Regions from separate parts of the Rattus norvegicus genome. Here region 2 is linked to region 1. A link is a contact called in public Hi-C data. All regions are on one chromosome and are shown on one strand. The core of a region is the stretch at or near the end of the contact, and the rest is flanking DNA. Distances in the headings are between cores, read along the strand shown. Region 1 holds the start of Kcnma1 (potassium calcium-activated channel subfamily M alpha 1). Region 2 overlaps Kcnma1 (potassium calcium-activated channel subfamily M alpha 1).

Region 1 (6,691 bases), core at 2,621-5,120:
ACCTACAGTAGTTAGAGACGATACTCTGGGGGTTATTTGTAGATACTAGAGCCCCCCATTTCCTAGGCTAAAGAAAGAGGGAGAAGTCAGTGGGTAGGTGTGGGTGACAGATCCTATGCAAGCTGATGGGTTCTTCCCATCTGGAGGTTGGCCACAACCTGGTATGAGGCCCTCTGGGATAAAAATTACATACAGCAAAGCTCAGGGATTTCTGAAGCTGCACGGTCTTGCTCCGACCATCTTTCTGAGGGGCTGTGTAGGTGTGTAGAGCAGCAAAGTGGAGGCAGGGGCCTCTAATCCCACTTCTTCCCAAAGATTGCACTATATGAGCAAAGCCAGGGGCCAGAAGATCTGATCCAAGTTTATCCAGTTTATGGAGTGTGTGTGTCATAGTTATAGCAAACAATATGTATGTTTTCTTCTTCATTCTTCCAGATAACCCTTTGAGATAGGCTAGGTGGTGTGTGTGTGTGTGTGTGTGTGTGTGTGTGTGTGTGTGTGTGTGTGTGTACAGTGCAGAGTGTTTGGAGGCCAGAGGTTGATGCCATATATTTTAGTCAATCAACTTTCTACATCAATTGAAGCAGGCTCAATTTGAGGCTTACCCTCCTGGTTTCTGGTTTTTGTTTGTTTGTTTGTTTGTTTTTTGTTTTTGTTTGTTTTTCGGCTTTGCTGTCTGTCCAGCAACTCCCCTGGTATCTGCATCTCTCTACTTCCCAGTACCAGAGTATATACCATGACTGGACTTTATGTGGGTGCTAGGGATCCAAACTCAGCTCCTCATCCTTGTGCAGCAAGCATTTACTCTCCAAGCTCCCTCTCCTGCCTCTGGTTTCAGTTTTAGAAATGAATAACACAAGCCTACGATGTCCAAGGATCTTTTTGAATGCGAGGTTCCTCTGTGTCTGGGAAGAGCCTCTTCCTAAATGGCTGGTAAGAGAGTTGGGCAAAGGCCTGATGATATCTATTCCCAGTAGTCAGGAATACTCTCATTCTGTGCCTATATTCTGAGTGTCCCAAGTCCATTCAGGTGATAATATTGACCTTGATGAAGGTCTCTGATGAATTCTGAGGAAGTCACAGTTTTGGACAACACTGGAGAGGCTGAAAGCTTCAGTCACCAAAGCAGAAAGAGGTGGTGGCTGGGGTGCGTACCTCATGGGGCTTCTGGGACCCTCTAGATGATGATGGTGACAATGGAGTCAGAACACATGTAGGGACTTCACATGTGGGATGACAGAAGGCACAGCATCCGCCAGACTCTTGTAAGTCACCATGAAACTAGCTTTCTAGGAAGATCTAGGTTGCAGGTATTGGCTAGGAAGAATCTAGAGGGGACCACTGGCTGCGAAGGTTCAAGTTTTGTTCCTATGGGAATACATTCCGAAGGCTCACTAAGCCACAGTGGGGCAGAGCAGTACCTGTTCTTTGCTGAGTTTATGCTATGGATGTCTCAGTTTTAAATGTTAAATCTCGGACTTAAGGAAAGTCCCTCACGCTTGGCGTGTGTTGAGGCACACTCACAGCTATTGAGGAGGCCAACAAAGGAACCTCAGTACCACAGTCATTTGCATCCCTTCCCAGCCTTTCCAAGTCTTACCCAGCCTGATTCTGGGATAGAGCTAGGGGCATTGAATACATGGGGATTGTGAAGGACAGATGATATTGGAGGGACCACTGGATGGTTTAAGGGGAGACTGAGGCAATTTCTCCTTCTGGAAAACACAATTTATAGCTCTCTTCTTTAAAACATAAACTACCTCAGTGCGTGTGTGTGTGTGTGTGTGTGTGTGTGTAAACATGAGTGTGCACCATAACATGCACATAGGTATGAGAGAATGGTTAACAGGAGTTAGTTTATTCTTTTCACTGTGACTTTCAGAGATCAGGTTCAGGTGGTCAGGTTTGGAGGCAAGTAACTTTAACAGTTGAGCCTTTTTGCTGGCCTTCTGTTATATACTGTTTTTTTTTTTTTGGGGGGGGGTGATTTTGGCCTTAATTCTTTTCTAGTAGATATGTTTACTGAGCCCAAGGAATATACCAACCGATTTGAGACTCATTATTTTCGGTGTCTGCCAGGTTTGGCCTCCTTTGGCCCTTCTTGGCTGACCAATGATTTAGGTAGTGACAGCTTGTTCAGGTAAGGAGCCTCACTTGGGCCAGTTTACCATATGAGGAGTCTTGAAAGGAACCTGAGAATTCCAATTAGGCTATAACTAATGAGCTGGAAAGTTTGGGGAAATCACTGAGGGCAATGAGGGGAGAGTGATTGTCTTGGTTTTAATTAGCACAGGAAAAAGTTGTGGTACAGCTGCCAGCCTGGAGAAGTGGCCAGAGTGAGAAAGTTTCTGTGTGACTGGGGGTTGGGTGGGGGGGACAGGGGCTGCTCAACAAACCCGGACTCCTTCCCTTTAAAGGGGAGAAACGAATGGGGAAACCAGAAATGTAGAAAGGCAAGCCTGAATGCAGAATACCCACCATTCAGTTGCTCTCCTCACATGACTCTAAAGGACAAGGAAGAGACCCTTTAAGAAACCCGTTGTCTACCCAAGTTTGTTCCACACCAACAGTCAGGCTGCTGTCTTCTTTGCCTACTATCAGGTTGCTTGATAAGGAAATAACAAAGAACAAACAACAAACCCACCTGCAGCTGTCAGAGGTCATAGACTACCAACAGACTTTCAGATGCCCCTGTTCATCAGCAACGCACGCTGTGGCACCTAGGAAACGAAAGTGTGAATGAACTATCAGTCAGCACGCGTACTGTGCTCACTAGGGTCTTCCTTAGTCTCCAAGCCTGAGGATCTAGGGGCAATAATAAGCCCATTGAATGGAGCCGACAGCCAACCACTCCTCCCCTCCCCATTAGGGGTTCCTCAGGCACCTGGTGGCTTTCCCTTCTGGTACCCCGCTGAGCTTAAGGGGGCGCAACACCTGCTAAATCCTGCATCTGGGCTGGGGGCGCTATACTCTGTGTCCTGAGTGGTGGGGGGCCGCATGCCCGACCACTTCCAAAAGACCTGCGGCCCCTACTCAGCCCCAAGCCGTGGCCAGCCTGGTAAGCCTCCTCCCCTCTCGCTTCGGGCGGCTTGAGCCCGCGCCTGCTCCAGTTGCTGCAGCTGCCACTGTTGGCGGCTGCGGGGAGCGCGGGGCGCGCGCCGAAGAGGCTCCGGCTGCGAGAACGGGGACGAGGAAGAGCCCGAGGAGGCGAGGAGGAAGAAGCGAGCAGAGGCCGAGGAGGCTCGGGGTCGCGAAGACCCGGTCCGAAGGGGTCCGGCAGGGCATCCGCTAGCTGGCCGCGGAGGCAGGGCAGACAGCCGCAGCCAATTTACCGCGGCCCCGCGAGCTCAGGAGGCGGCGATCCAGGAGCGGAGCGCAGTCTGGGGGAGGAAGGGTGGCGCGGGCACGCCCGGGCGGGAGGGCGCGGATTCTCCGATCTTAACGAGCTGTCTTCTCATCACCCGAGAGAGCTGCGCGGGGACGGGCGGGGGACCCCGGGCCGGGGCGCAGCGCACACGCGTGGCGCACGCCAAGTGGACCGGGCGGCGCCGAAGGCACTCGGGATCGCGCTTTCGGAGCTTCGGGCCGCCCAGACCCCGGGCGCGGACGGCCCGCGGCGCCCCCTGGGCTCTCGGTGCCCCGCGCAGCCCCGGGGGCGATCGGAGCCCGGGTCGGGGAGTGGGAGCCACCCGCGCTCATCCCCTTCCCCCCCCGGGCGGGCGGGCAGCCCGGGGGAGGGCGGGCGGCGGCGCTTGGCTGTATATATCTCCGCACACCCCGCCAGGTCGCGCACAGCGCCCCGAGCCCAGGCGCCTCCCCGCCCCCCTCCCGGCGCTCCGCGGCGGCGGCGGCAGCAGTAGCAGCAACATGGCTGTTGATGGGTGTTCGGGGTGGCGCTGGCGGCGGGAGGAGCTCCCTCGAGCCCCTGCGCCGGCCGTCCGTTGCTAGCTATGGCAAACGGTGGCGGCGGCGGCGGCGGCGGCAGCAGCGGCAGCAGCGGCGGCGGCGGCGGCGGCGGCGGAGGCAGCGGTCTTAGAATGAGCAGCAATATCCACGCGAACCATCTCAGCCTAGACGCGTCCTCTTCTTCCTCCTCCTCTTCTTCCTCCTCCTCTTCCTCCTCGTCCTCGGTCCACGAGCCCAAGATGGATGCGCTCATCATCCCGGTGACCATGGAGGTGCCGTGCGACAGCCGGGGCCAACGCATGTGGTGGGCTTTCTTGGCCTCCTCCATGGTGACTTTCTTCGGGGGCCTCTTCATCATCTTGCTCTGGCGGACTCTCAAGTACCTGTGGACCGTTTGCTGCCACTGCGGGGGCAAGACGAAGGTAACGCGCGCCCCGGGCGCCCGCCCCTGCGCCATCCCAGCCATCTCTCGGCGTCCCCTGCAGCCCACCTCTTAGCTCCGCACCGTGTCTTGCCTCCTTCCGTCCTACCAGCCTTGTCCCCGTCGCCTGCCCTTCCCTCCCCTTTCCCTGTGCCCTCGGATTGGGGCAGCGGTCTGTGCGCCAGGGGTGAGGAGTTGACCCCAGCCGGTGCGCTCTGGGACACAGACCCCCGCTTTACTTCTCTACTTATTGTAGGGTTATTGGTGGCTACGGCCGGACCCGGGTCGGGGGTACATGTGTCTTTCGGGCATGTTGTTGCAGGGTGAGGAGAAGGAACCTTGCGGGGGACACAGGAAGCTGAAAGACCCTGGGTGCGTGCTGGGCATCACTCACTGGCTGCGTCCAGGCTCATCACAGCGGGCTGGCTGGGACAGATCAGCTCCTACTTTAGGAGCTTGTTGGGGAAATCAGTTCATAGGGTCCCTAAGAAGGGAACGTCATTAGAGCAAGGGAGAAAATCTTTTGCATTTTGGAATTCTGGGGGAGGAATATGGCTTTAGAAAGTGGGGGCACAGGGATCAATAAAAAGTTGAAAAGAGTTATCCTGGAATGGGGTCAATCTATGGAGAATCACTTTCTAAACGTGGCATGGTTGCAAGTCTGATGCTTCCGCCCACTCCATCACTTACGTTTTCTTTGTGGAACATTCCCCTGCCCCAAGTACTTTCACCACCTCTACACTCCTCTCCTAGGCCACCCACTTTGGATCCCTGCAAATACAGCCAGCAGCTCCAATCTGTAGCACCAGGGTTGCACACCTCAGGGTCCAAGGGAACTCTGCTTCACGAAGCCCCCCTTTGGCACTCGATGTGGCTGGAAGTTGCCTTAAGCTATTCCTGGCAGAGTCGCCCACCCGTGTTAGGACTCACATCTCAGATATATGGTTGCTAGGCTTACTCCTGGGCTGTGTCCATATCCTAGAGGGGTCTCTGCCCACCACCTAGCACTAGCTGGGCACAGGGGTCCGGAGGTGGGCAGTGTTTGAGAGAGAACTACAGAATGAATAAAAGAAAGAACAGGGAACAAAAAGAGGGAGCTGAACTGGGTGCCTTCTTTTAGAGAAATTCTGATCCAAGAGAACTTAACAGCACCCACACTTTTGGAGAGAGGAGATCTCTAGGGGGGGGGGGTTGGGCAAGGCACTCATCCTGGTTCCCAGGTGTCAACACCTGCTCTAGTAAAGTTAATCACAGGACCCCCCTCAGGCATTACAGGGTTCAGCAACTTGTGGCATCTTGTAGCTGCTAAAGAGAAGAGTTAGGTTAAAGGGGAAGGCTGACTATGAAACCCAAGGGCAACTGAAGCACTCTGTGTCATTAATTATACATTACCGTAGGTGCTGGGCTCAGCTGTGTTTTGTGGCAGCACATTTGTGTTTTGGAAAATACTGGTGTGTTGGAATAAGGGAGGAAAAAGTAAAACCTCCCTCCCTTCCTTCTTTGCTTCCTCTTGGCATTGCTCTGAAAGCCTCCAATGGTGACTGGTGGGCTTGTTTAGAGCCCGCTTCTTGATAATGAAGCACCCCCCCCCCCCAACCCTGTCCTTTTCAAGGAGAAAGTTCACTGGCCTTCCAGAGAAGCCCTCAGATTAAGCAAGGTTCCTACAGTCAGACTCAGAGACACTTTCTGCTCCATCAGACTTAACTGTAGCCTGATCACAGAATCCCATTCACTCATTCTTTCTACTGCATCTCCAGCTAGTCCTGGGAGCGTCTCCCTCCCATACTGAGACTTGGCCTCTATCTTTAGTTGCATGCTTCTCAATTATTTTCTATATGGAAGTGATTTGGGTTGGCTTAATAAAACAAACAAACCACCTTCTCTTTTCAGAAAGTGAGCAAATTTGGTCATAATGAAACCTTTTGTCATCCTGAGGTTTTAAGTGGAGTGTTTATCATCTCTTTACTCTAGGGGGTACCCTGTACTGGTTTAGTGCGTGTCATGAAATGTTTCTGAGAGAATTTACATAAAGAATCTCTCTCCTAAATAATGACCAGAGTAGCTTTTGCCAGTTTTCTCAGAAAATAGGTTTTGTGTAACAATAATTAAAAAATAAACCGATCTGTACACATTTGTCTACAGAGTCTTTAGCCTCAGAATCAGCAGAGTGAGAACAATTGAGAGTTTCAATACAGAAATCACCCTGGAATGAAAGATGATTGTGGTTGTTTGGAAAGATTGAAGGCCAAAATAGAGTATCATCCAGCTATTTTTGGTACTGTGAGTTCTTTTAGAATCATGCCCTGTTTTTTTTAATACCTGCCTCTTGATTAGTTCAATTAAATTGTGTGTATACTAAACTCC
Region 2 (6,691 bases), core at 2,886-5,385, 210 kb after region 1:
AACTGCCTCCTTGGGCAAAGATAAGCCCTTAGCTTCATTCATTTTAGTTTATTTCCCTGCTTGCATACACTGCTGCACTTGAACATTACTCCAGGAAGCATGCAAATATAATTCCACCAACTGAAAACATTTGCTATTCGCTCCCACGTCTAGGGGCGGCTTTATCAATGTATGGAGAAACAAAATGCCAGTCTCACCCTTTATCATTCTCAATAGGTCATATGGGTGGCATTTGACACATTATGTACCCAGTCTGGGCCATTTTATTTTTATCTTCAGGGGCTCGAGAGACAATACATGCTCAGCTTGCCTTTCAAGCAGAAGTCACCCCGTTGGGTTATTGGAGTGAAGTAGCTGTGCTGTGCTTGCTGAACTGTTTGAACATGGTACTCGATCGGTGAACCCAAAGATGGGTGCACAGGGGCACAAGGAATCTGTTGTGTGACGTGTGTTACTGTCCTTCATTACTTACCATTGGGGTGGGGGGAGGGCTGCTGATGCCGGCCATGCTTCTTGTGTGTATCCTCTCCTTTGTCAGTGGAGCTTGGTGGCAGATTTGCACACAGTATACATGTCCATTTTCTCCTCCCTTCCCCACATCGATCCTTTATCCTTTCATATTTTTGGCAAAGCTACATAAAATTGTCACAGCATCAACTGTTACTTTATAGGGCAGAAAGAATAGGGGTGTTTTGGGGTTGCATTATGGGTAGTGATGTGTTACTGCTTCTTTTCTGTCCTGTTGAAAGCCAACAGGTTTTATTGGCATGAACACCCTTAAGGGGGGAGGGCTTTGGGTCAAATGACCCCCTTAGTAATTCACTGCTAGCACTTAAATTATACCTATTTTATCCTGTGTTTGTACGTTGGTATCAGTCAAGAAATCAGAGATGATATATTGCATTTTTATATGATTAAGTAACTGTTTTGACATTGATGGAAGAGGCACCAAAGTTATGGCACTTGTTACTTGTGACCTAGTACCATTTATTCGGATGGAAGATTACGTCACAGGAGCGGTTGCACTGAGCAGGCTCCCACCATAGGGAGCGAGCTGCCTGTTGCTGGAGATGTTCACAGTTGTCTTCTGACGTAACTACCAACAATTGGCCAAGCCGAATCCTCATTGCTTTAATTAAGTGGAATTGAGTGCAAGAGATGCTTTGGGATTAAAAACGATTCTCTGGGAACTTGAACAGACTTCATTTCCTATCTGATCTGGGAGATTGCCCATGCATATCAGCCTATAGATGCCCGCAGAGGCATTTGGAGCAGAATAAAATGATTCCATTTCCTCATAAACTTCTAGCCCATTTTTTTATTTTTTAAATTGAAAAGCTATATCCATTCACTTATAATATCCTGGGGGCAGGGCATGCCACACATTAAAGTCAGAAGAAACCTTTAGAGTTAGCTTTCTACTTTCTGTTACCATTTAGGTCCCTGGGATTGATCATGGGTGGTCAGACTTGGTGGCAAGCCCGTTTACCTATGGAACCGTTTCACTGGCCCCAGCAGCTTCTGTTCTTATCTCCCTGCTGGGCCCTTCTCCCATGTCACAGGGGTGACACTGCTGAAACTACCCAACCACATGGTTATAGCACATGGGCCAGAGTGGCTCACTGCTCAGTTTGTATGGCTTAGGAGCAAAAGTTAGTTTTTCACATTTTCAAATTGCTTTAGAAAAATCTAAAAGGTATTTTGCAACAGGTAAAAAGTATACAAAATTCAAGTTCCATTGTCCTCAAAATTTAATTCTTATAAAGCCATGCAAGTTCATTTACCTCATGTCTGTGGCTGCTTTTGTAACACAATCCTGTGAAGACGTGAGAAACATCCACGGAGTCCCAAACACTCACCAGACTAAAACCAGTTACTGTTTGACCGCATGGTGAAAAAGTTTGTCGCCCCCTTCGAAACTGGTGAAATTCTTTCCAAAGAATTTGCCCAGTGCACAAGGTAATAGACAGGATATAACATTTCTGCAGTCTCTGAACAATGTGCCTATATTACTCCTGTAAGCTCAAGTCAGTCTTAAGTAGAGTAGGAAGAGATGGGGGTGAGTGGTCCCAGGCTGCTAGCAAGTTCGTTGTTTGTTCTTTTAGTAGGTTCAGCCTAGGGCCTGGACACAGTCTGTTTCTGAGATCACCATAGCGAAGTCACCCCTTGCACCTTCTCACATGACCACCCTCCTGCAGTCTGCTACCTGAGGCCCTTCACCAGACCTCCACAGTACCGTCCTTCCCTCTCCCTGACTCCTTATGTGAGGGCTCTCCTGATGCAGGTCTGTAGGGCAGGCACCTCAGCCTGCACTGGCTGCTGGCATGAAAACTAGCACTCAGTGTACCCAGCTATCCAGTGTGCCCTGTAAAAAGCCCAGCTGCTAATTTTACTAGCCAGCAGGTTGGCTCCTCTGGTCTCCCCAGAGCATATGGGAAAAAGAAGGACAGACTTAGAAATCAGACAGTTCTGGAGAAAGGAAGATCCTTATGACCTGAGAGTTTCATGCTGGCCCCCCAGACATTGTTCTGGTACAGTAACTCCTCTACTTTTGGACATCCAAGAGAATGGTGGCTGGGTAGGAGTAGTACTTACTTGTCTTTAACTCAACCACTTGCCTGTCCAGCTCTCTGGAACTAGTCCCCACGTGTTTATTGTTACCATACATTCTAACGGAATGTTGCTTCCCACCCTACTTAGCCTCTGTTGGGTTGCAAGCTAGGCGTTCTGCCCTTCAAGTAGGAATCTGACTGGTGTCTGTCCACTTTTCAGCTTCTCTACTCACTTGCCAGAGCATACCAGGAGGTGATACGGAACACTTTGTAACAACAAATATTCTGTATTCCTGGCAAGGAGCTGCTGTAGTGTGGTCCTTGGAATACAGAGGGCCTCTGTGTGGATTGTGGCTGAAGCTGCAACCAGACTGCTATCCCTGTCTAGCCTCTCCTCAGGGCTTTCATTCTGGGCCAGTAGCTTCATCTTTTGAAGCCACAATTTCCTCATCTTGCTGGTGGGGAGAATGTCAGACTCTGGGTCTTCCTGTTGTGGCGATAAGTCATTGATTGAATACATGTCAGAAAAAAATGCATCTTGTGTGGCTCCTATGGTTTGTGTTACCTGTCAGCCCAGGCATCATGTTATAGTAGGCTGTCACAGAGAACAGCAAAGGCAGAGGGAAGAACAAATCCTTTCCTGGGGTGAGAGAGGAAGAGAAGGGGGGCAAACTTGAAACCTCTCTGAACCTAATATTTTCTCAGAGGACCAAGAAGCACTAAACAAGGCTGCTGGATGATTCTGGGTCTAGCTAGTCATCCCTAGTGTGGGTATAATGTGGGTCTAGTCAGTCAATGTTTGTTCTGTGCACACCCTCCATTCAGGTCCATCCAGGGTCTGGCCTTTCTGAGACTGGACTGGCTCATGCCAGCCTGACTCATCATTGTCAAACTGGCCAGAAAATTCTCACTTCATATACTGCCTTCCTGAGTTGTACAAGGGCCAGAGGCGGGGTTGTATTCGGCTCCCTAGAGCTGTCATTGTGGGCAAGTGTGTCACAGGAAAACCTTTGGCAGGATAACAGATTAGTCTCATGGAAAGAGGATCAAATACATTCTCCACGCCCAGTCTTCCCTGGAGATAGAGTGAGTGTGACAGGGTACGTGGCTGACTTCAGTGGGCTTGTCAACACCATATGTGAGGTATGTGTGACAGCTATTTTGGTGGCCACATAGCCATTGAAAAGATGTGGGTGAACATAGTATGTACATGGACGTGTATAACCATACATGTGAGACATGTCCCCTGGGCTCTTTCAAGCATCCTGCACAACTATTAGAAATTAGCCACCATTCAAGGCACCAGACACCTGTTGTTTCTTACAGACTAGAAAACTCTGTACAATATAAAAGGTGCAAACTGAAAAACAGGATGGTTGGATTGGCTTGGAGGCTGTGGCTAGTCCCTCGAGCAGACCTGGGACCTCAGTGTTTCTAATTCCAGTCTCAGATTCCGTGAGTCCCTGCTGCTGGATCCCAAGGGCCAAATAAATATGATTTTATGACTAACATCAGCCGGCCTTCTGCTTTACTGCCCTTATGCCTCTTTTCCTTCTTTCTGGACCAGTAAGGGCTGGTGCCCCCTGGAGGCTTAGAATAGAACGAGCGATTCGGAGCTTTTCAGTCAGGGCTTGCAGTGTTTTCCCACCTTGCTTCCCAAACCCTTAGAGGTTTACATGTGGCTATTTGTGAGAAAAAGAAAATGTCTTAGTGGGCTGTGACTGTCCTTAGAACCTCCATTCCAGCTGCGAGGAATTTTAGTAGAGAGACTCAAAAATAGAGACGGTGATGGTGGTGAAGTCGCTCACACTAGGGACCACATGCAAGCTGACACTTCCGAGTTTAGTTTGCGAGGCTATGTTTAGGAGGAGGCAGACGGACTCGTGCCTGTGGGCCCTAAACACTCCAATCTGGAGGACTAGAAGCCCCATTTAGAGAGTCAGGTTCCAGAAAAAGGCATCTTCCAGAAAAGACAATTTTAGGGAAATGACACCACCCAAAAGCCACCATTTGGTTCTCAAAACTTTATTTTTTTTAAAAAATAAGAATTGTTCTTTCTACTTTGGGTAGAGAGAGAAGGAAGGGTTGCCAGTTGCTTCTTGCCTGTCTGTCTTAAGGAATCAGAACACTCATAAACTTAATTAAATGCACCCAAGCCTCTTATGCATCAGGGTTCTCGTTTTGCCCATCTAGTTAATTTTAGTTAATGAAATTGGCCATGTACTGGTATGGACAGCCTGGGGTAGGAGAAGCCAGAGAACTCTCAGTGATAACTTGGGTTACTGTGTGAGCCTGAGAGGACATGGGTTTTTATTTAACCTGAGGCTTCCAAGTTTCCTTACATCTATGTGCCTCCACCCTAGGCAAGCAGACCATCAGGCCTTTCTTGTTTGCAAGAAATGGGTTAATCCAGAAAGTAAATGAACTAGGCACACTGTCTCTTCCACAGGCCTGGAAGCCCAGGATCCAGTAGAGTAACAGAGAGGGTCAACAAACTCTTGCTGTAGCCATTGCCTCTGCCAGTTTTTCCCTGTTTAATGTCTCCCACCCCACCTTTTTTTGTGACTGTGGCTAGAGCAACTCTCCTAAGGAAGGTAGGGAGGAAGAGCTCACTGGGGAGTAGAAAAAACAATCCACATAGTTGCCTGCTGCTATAGCAATAATGCTACAAAACAGGCCAGATCACAGAAAGTGGGGATTTCAAAAGGTAATAGTTGCCTGGTTTCTGTCTGTCACCAAACCCTGCTAGATCTGTTGGCCTGTAAACTTTGTTTTGTTTGAGATGGAGTCTCCCTCTCAGGAGCCCAGAGTTCATCAAGTAGGCTAGAATTGATGGCTATTGAGCTCAGAGATCTGCCTGTCTCTGCACGTAGATGGTCAGAGAGCAGTCCTGACCATCCTTCTGGCTTTTGGAGAAAGGTCTGGATGTGATGGATTTATTGCAGAGTCTATGCTGAACTGGTTTTATGGACTGGATACTCAGAGAACTACCTATCTGTGTTTCTGTCTCTGCCTCAAGGACAGTTGGCAGAAGGAAAGTTGTTGCTTTCGTAGCTGTTAGAGAAGCTACTGTAATTTTCTGTCTTCCCTCTAAGTCAGGATCTGGGTAACTTAATTTCTTAGCCACCTCAGAGTTTTCCAGAAAGTTTAGATCAATGTTCTGGAGAAGCTTGCCTCATAACCACAGTGACCCGGGTTTAAGCTCTGGGACTAACATAAAAAAGCCCGGTACTGGGGAGGCAGAGGGGCCACTGAGAGGGAGACTCCATCTGAAACAAAACAGAAAACAAAGTGTGCCTGAGAAATGACATTTGAGTCTGTCCTCTTTCCTCCACTAAAGCCTATTTCCCTGCTTGCTCAAACCCACATACAAAACCAGATCTCTTTTGTCCAAAGATGAAATTAATGGTGAACAGAGAGCCGTGTGCTGTAACCTTCTTAGGTGACATTGAACAATCAGGACCTCAGAGTTTCCATGGGTAAAATGGTGAGTGTCCAGCATTTATGAGCAGTCTGTTCCTTTGCAGGCTCTCCAAGCTCTGGGCTCCCACATCCACCTACTTACAACAGAAAGGCTAGCATGAACTTGCCTTTCTTAAACCTATAAGGCACTTGACCTTGTGTTCAGCATTGGGAAGGGTGCACATTAGTCTTTTTCTTAGCTGTTGGTCCCACTGAGAGGATGTGAATAGATCTGGGAAGTTCCTTCCTCCCCTTCCACACAGATTAGTGAGTGGTCTTACATCTAAACGTCTTCCTATGGCTTACAAACCTGAGAGGTAAGGCAACTGATTTCCACTCATCTCCTTTTCTCAACTGAATCTCTTTGACAAACATACAAAGAAGGGAAGCATCTCTCTAGAAGGGACTGTGGCTATAGAGTTGACAGGAGGAAGGATACCATGGGAAGAGGGCCTTTGTCTTCTAAGTCCAAGGAGTTAGTCTTTCTTTAGATGGCACAGCCTTGGAACCTGCATCGAATATTATCTTTGCTTTGCTATGATCAAATCCCTGGAAAGAAGTGACTTAGTGGGGAAGGACTTCTTTCACACTCATGGTCTGACAAGCCAGAATCTGTCTCTACTGTAGCAGGGAAGCCTATAGTCCCTGGCTTATCACAGCTGTGGTGCCAGTGCACG

Evidence for each region. A called contact is a pair of places that touch in the nucleus more often than the background predicts.
Region 2: a Hi-C map of kidney shows a contact between it and region 1, with 4 times the contacts expected there. The contact joins the enhancer-like site here to the promoter of Kcnma1 in region 1. A contact is called at or near these places in 8 of 12 Hi-C or Micro-C datasets (frontal cortex, hepatocytes, kidney and 3 more) and 1 of 1 datasets of contacts at active chromatin or transcription factors (oligodendrocytes).

Annotation. Positions count from the first base shown.
Region 1 is chr15:348,055-354,745 of GRCr8, forward strand. Kcnma1 (potassium calcium-activated channel subfamily M alpha 1) reads left to right here and starts at 3,871. Exons shown (of 30, transcript NM_001393699.1): 1 at 3,871-4,328. The coding sequence starts at 3,951. LOC103693799 (a long non-coding RNA gene) reads right to left here and starts at 2,821. Exons shown (of 7, transcript XR_010058082.1): 1 at 2,645-2,821.
Region 2 is chr15:554,251-560,941 of GRCr8, forward strand. The region is part of intron 2 of Kcnma1 (potassium calcium-activated channel subfamily M alpha 1); the gene reads left to right. Among named protein-coding and RNA genes, the nearest start is that of Kcnma1, 210 kb to the left of the region's middle. Within about 2 kb of position 4,136, at least 5 of the 93 cell types and tissues checked have an H3K27ac peak or open chromatin away from gene starts, as enhancers often do.